Regions from separate parts of the Capsicum annuum genome. Here region 2 is linked to region 1. A link is a contact called in public Hi-C data. All regions are on one chromosome and are shown on one strand. Each heading gives the region's core, a stretch centred on a gene start, on an enhancer-like site or on the middle of the called end of the contact. The rest is flanking DNA. Distances are from core to core; before and after follow the strand shown. Region 1 holds the start of LOC107847474 (coilin). Region 2 holds the start of LOC107847769 (protein PECTIC ARABINOGALACTAN SYNTHESIS-RELATED).

Region 1 (3,021 bases), core at 6-2,505:
AAAAAAAAAATGAATATATATATATATATTTTTCTTTTTTCTTTTTTTCTTTCTTACTTTTTCAAATTATCATGATCAAACATCAAATGGGAAAAGACATCGTTCCACCCTAAACTATATAAGAAAAGTCAAAGTCACATCTAAACTATCTAAGTGATCCATTACACACCTAAACTATATAAAAGTGATATTTTTTACACCTTGTAAAGCATTATACCACTTGCATGTGCTGTGGTGTTGCACATGCGCCTGCCACGTGAACATAATATGAAAAAAATAAAAAAATTAATATTTTCATAATTTTTCTTTTTTCTTTTTAAACATATGCACACACCAAAACCTCCATTTTTTGGATGAATTAACAACACACACTCACAAAAGAGAAAAGTAGGGATTAAAACAAGAAAATCAAAGCCAAAAAGATCAATTGGCACAGGTGAACACCAAAGAAGTTAGTAAATAAAGAAAAAAATTCAAGAGAGAAGCAAAAAGTTGAAAATTGAAAATCAAAATGCTCTCAGTGGGATTGGAAAGGCATTGAAAATCAAAATGCTCCCAGTGACATAATTTATTATTCAGTAGATAATTTTAGAAATCAATTATACAAAATTCAGTAGGATTAGAAGGCATTTTCGTCAAGTATTTGATGAAGTGTGATAAAAATTTTCAAAATTTGCCCGTTTAAATAGCAAATTCAATTTGATTTTGTTCATGGTGAAATTGACATTGATTTAATGAAGGTGGAGGATGAGGTGTGAAGAAATTGCTTATTTGGGGAGGTGGGGGTGATGAAAAAGATGTGTTGGTTAGTGTGGGGGTGACGAAGAAGAAGATATTTCGATGAAGATGGGGATGGGGTGTGAAGAAATTGCTTATTTGTGGGTGAGGGTGATGAAGAAGATGTGTTGGTTGGGGTGAGGTTGGATTTTTGGGATGGGGTGATGAAGAAGAAGATGTTTGGGATAGGGGTGATGAAAAAGAAGATATTTGGGGGTGGGGGAGGGAAATTTTTAATTTTTAATTATTTTTTTATTTAGACACACCTTTTTTAATTTAAATAATTATATTTTTTTCACGTCAGATTTATGAATAAAAAATATCATTTTTAAATAATTTAAATGTGTAATATGTCATTTAGATAGTATAGATATGACTTAAAATTTTTTTATATAGCTTAAGATGAAAACGATGTCTTTTCCCACGTCAAATTTAAGTTCTATTTGAGACGAAACAATCTTCTTTTATAAAAAAAAATGAAGAAATTGTCATGGCCAAAGGGATACGAAAAATACTACTCCAAAGAGCCACCCCACCTTGGTAGTTGGGACAAAGGAAAGAAAAGGTGAAACAGAGGTTGGGCAAATTAGTGAGGTTTATGCCGGAAGCTACCAGGGTTTAGCTACTTAAAAAGGGAAGTGAAAGGGTGTTACTTCTTCATCTGCAAAGCACCCCAAAACCGGATTCTTCGTATTTAATGAGCAATGGAGGGCGTTAGGCTTCGATTGTCGTTCAAAGACCCTGACATTCTGAGTGACTTACAGAAATCTGAGGGTTTTGGACAAACTTGGCTTCTTCTGAAACCCCAACAGCATAAAACTGTTTCTGATCTTTCTTCTTATCTTCTTCACACTTTTCACCTTCATCATTCTTGTCCTCACGGAATCCTCCTCTTTGTAACCTCCTTTTCCTATTTCTGCAAGTCTTACGTTTTATAAATTGTATCTTTTTTATGTTTTGTTTCCATTCTTGAAAATTTTCTGTTGTTTGCTGATTTTTAGTTTTCTTTCATTGTTGCTTCTATCTTATCAATTTTGTATCTGATGTTGTGGGGTTTCTTCTTTGAGCATTGCATTTCAATTGTTGCTTCTGGCTTATCATTTTTGGATTCCATGTTGTGGATGTCTCTGTAACTCCCTCCTTGTCTTTTTTATTATCTCTGCAGGTGCTTTAAGTTAGAAAAAAAATTTGAATATTTTTTATGTTTCCTTCCATTTTTGAGTTGTTTACTGTTTTCTGTTTGCGATAGTGTGGCCTATAGCTCATCTTTTTTATGTTTTCTTCCATTCTTGAAAAATTTTCTGTTGTTTGCTGCTTTAATTTGCTTCAATTGTTGCTTTCTAGCTTATTAATTTTGTGGGTTTTCTTGCATTCTGGCCTTTGTTTTTCTCCTGTTGATTACCCCTTTTAGTTTCTTTCAATTGTGGCTTCTAACTTATCATTGTCGGGTTCCATGTTGTGGGTGTCTCTCCAACTCTCTTCCTCTCTTTTATACTATCCCTGCATGTGTTTTAAGTATTTTTTTTTTTTTTTAAAGTTGGGTCTAGTTAATGTTTTGTTCCGTTCTTGAAAAAATTTCTGTTGCTTACTGCTTGAGTTTGTTTCAAAATGTTTTTTTTTTGAACAAGGTAACATTTATTTTCAAAATGTTGCTTTCTAGATTATTAATTTTGTGGGTTTTCTTCCATTGTGGAGATTGTTTTTCTCCTGTTGATTACCACTTTTGTCTCCTTCAATCATTGCTTCTAGCTTATTATTTTCGGATTCTATGTTGTGGGTGTCTCTGTAACTCCCTTCCTCTCTTTTATACTTTTCTTGCATGTGCTTTAAGTCAAAAAAAAACTGAATCTTTTTTTATGTTCTCTTCCATTCTTGAGTTGTTTACTGCTTTTGTTTGCTTTAGTATTGCCAATCACAGGTTTTCGATCTTGTTGGTGTCTGTAACGGATTCCTTCCTTTTCTTTCCGTCTCTGCATGTTCCCTAAGTTTTTTTTTTTTTTTTTTAAAAAAGAAAAATGAAGTTTTTGGTTGTTGGGTTTTTGAGTTTTTTCATGCTGATTACTGCTTTGTTTGCTTCAAGTGTGACCCCTGCCTTAGAGCAATTTTTGAATTGGGCATCTTTGGCATGTAGGAAAATGTTTTACTTGATGAAATCATTTTGTATTGCCTGGTTACCTTGAATTGAAGAAAACATTTTCCAGGAATAATATTTTTTCAAAAAGAAAAAAAAATGACTTTGTTCAC
Region 2 (2,771 bases), core at 35-2,534, 130 kb before region 1:
TCTAGTGGATGCACATCTTCTCTAGTAAGCATTATACAGAAGTCAAGGTCCTGACTTGACCAAAGTTATCAAAAGCATTTTCTAAATTACTTCTAGTCGCTTCAAATTGACCAATCACTCAACTAGTTGAAGTAGCTATAAGAATCCTATGTTTCGTTCCCTTCTACTCAGACTCATTCATTCCATCCTTGGCAGATAATTTATCATTCAAGGCAAATCACGTGTTCACCTAAAATACACCTTCCCCAAAACCCCACACTTTTTCCTACCCCAACCTTGAGAGCATACCAGAAACATCTAAGCTTTAATCTCAACTAGTTGATACCATCTTCAAACTACTCCCTCCTATTTCAATTTGTTTTTCTAACTTTTGTCACTTTCCTTTCTAACAACTCTTTAATTTCAAACTTTCCACATGACATGTTTCAGACCACAAGGTTAAAAAACTTTCCACATGACATGTTTCAGACCACAAGGTTAAAAGGCATTTTGGTACATAGATGCCTACACCAAACACTTAAAGAATCCGCCTTGACTCAATAGATTCAAAAATCTTCTTTAACTTTCTTAAAGTCCGTGCCAACTCAAAATCATACAAGCAAAACGAAGAAAGTAATTAGAACTGCAGAATCGTAGATAAACTAGAGAGAGAAAAAACTACCAGCGAACAAATTGAGATGTAATATACATTTTGAGAGGATAAAACGATTAATTCTTACCAAACGATGAACAACGGAGGAAATCGCGACGACTAATGAAAGTATAATAACAACAAGCAGAAAAAGCGAGATCTTGAGCTTGTAAGGATGAGACAACCTCGATTCATCAGGGAATAAGAAGGGGAAAAGAGGTTGAAGATGCGAAGAGAAAAACGAACGAACTCGATCTCGATGATACCGGCCACGATAACCGGCATCGTCATCGTCACCGTCAACGTTAGAAATAACACTATCAGGAACCAAAGGAGATGACGAACCGTCGGCGTCTCGCTTTCTAGGTGAAGCTGTTACTCGGTTTCCGATCGAGCTTGAGTGGCGTAGCTCCGCCATTGCTCGTCTCGGACTGAACGCCAGTTTGATTCGCCGGGAACCGGCGAAAAGTTAACGTTGAAAGAGTAACTGAGAATGTTCTAGAATTTCGGTTCCGGCAACGGCTATTTCTGTTCAGTCACTCTGTGTGTGTCTGTGTGTGTCTGTGTGTGTGTGTGTGTGTGAGAGAGAGAGAGAGAGAGAGAAAGTGTGTTTAGTTTCCGGATCGGTGATCTCTTGACTTACCTTCTTAGAAAGAGTACAATTTGACGGGTAAATGTTTTACTTATAGCCCCTCATGTTTTAAAATGTGAGAGCTAACCCCTTTAATATGGAAATGTTGCAGAAAAGTTCTCTTTGTATTGTTCTTTTCAACCTCAAAAAAGAATATGAGGATTTCATTCAACTAGTTTAATTTACGTGCATATAACATTAATAATAATAAATACATATAAAAATTAAATTGTTATGTGCATATCTTTTTAAGAAAAAGTATAACATAAACTACAATATGAATAAAAAAGAATAATTACCTTTTTGTCAATTAATATTTGTTAATGATCTTCATGTTGTTTAATACTCCTTCCGCTCATAAATATTGTCTTCCATGCTAAACAAAAGGTTCACATTTCGCAATACTCTTCTTATTCTGTTTTAGTTGCAATGTATACTGAAAAATAGTCAAAATACTAATAATTTTAAAAATCAAGAGAGAATTAATTATTTATTTTTAATTTTATCTTTAGCATTAATTAATCTAGAATTAATAGACACATAAATAATTAAAGATTAATAAAAGGTTTATATATTAAATTACACTCCTAACTAATGCTTCTTAATAATTGTGCGTAGCCTTATCATGACAACTAAAAGAATAGTGATATACTTGTCATTTTAGAAAATTAAGATGCCATTAGTTGTTTATTTCCATCCTTGTCATTCGTCATAAATATGAAAAGTTAATAACATGATGCAAAATGGACAAATAGTATATTAAATTAAAATAATTAATAAATAAAAATAATTTAGCTAAATCATTCTCTAATTAAAATTTTACTTAAATAATATCTCAAATAAAATTTGATAAGTATTTAAGAACGAAGAAAGTATATATACTGGTTTAAAAGTATAAATTGTATGTCTTTTACTGCCACACTTAAAGCACCAAAAGATGGTCAAGTCAAAATAAAATAATGGAAGCATTGAAATTAAATACTATAAATAAGCTATACAGTTAGTCCCCTTCTAATCTTCTTGAGTTATTCTTTTGTTTTCTTCATTTTTTTAAAGAAAAAATTAAATTATAAAGACTTTTAACACTACTTGGTTATAGACATACAATAATTAAATAAGGACTCCTAAATTTGTTTTACTGCACAAAATATTTTATTTAGTGTTACATATAGGTAAATTTTAAAATAAACAATTCATGTAATAGTTAAGTTACATGTAGAAAAACATATAACCTTCTTTGTTCACCAGTATTTTCTCTTATTCTCTTATCATATATTTTAGATTTTTTTTTAGGACTCTTTTATTCATAAAAGAAAAAAGAAAATTCATCAATACTAATTCTCTAAATATTTGCTTTTACCATATATTTTTGGACTTCGTTAATCAAATAATAATTGGAGTTAAAAGGTGAAAAACAATGAAAACGTACATTGCACGTATACTTCAATATTCTTGGTACAAAAAATTATGCGATTTAGAGTTCGATTCCATTGAATATGAAAAATGTCA

What was found. Hi-C and Micro-C count contacts between places; a contact is called where the count stands out from the background.
Region 2: a Hi-C map of leaf shows a contact between it and region 1, with 9 times the contacts expected there. The contact joins the promoter of LOC107847769 here to the promoter of LOC107847474 in region 1. A contact is called at or near these places in 2 of 5 Hi-C or Micro-C datasets (leaf and pericarp).

The regions. Positions count from the first base shown.
Region 1 is chr11:107,413,624-107,416,644 of UCD10Xv1.1, reverse strand. It overlaps LOC107847474 (coilin), which reads left to right and starts at 1,255. Exons shown (of 16, transcript XM_016691745.2): 1 at 1,255-1,673. The coding sequence starts at 1,482.
Region 2 is chr11:107,542,702-107,545,472 of UCD10Xv1.1, reverse strand. It overlaps LOC107847769 (protein PECTIC ARABINOGALACTAN SYNTHESIS-RELATED), which reads right to left and starts at 1,284. Exons shown (of 11, transcript XM_016692250.2): 1 at 720-1,284. The coding sequence starts at 1,049.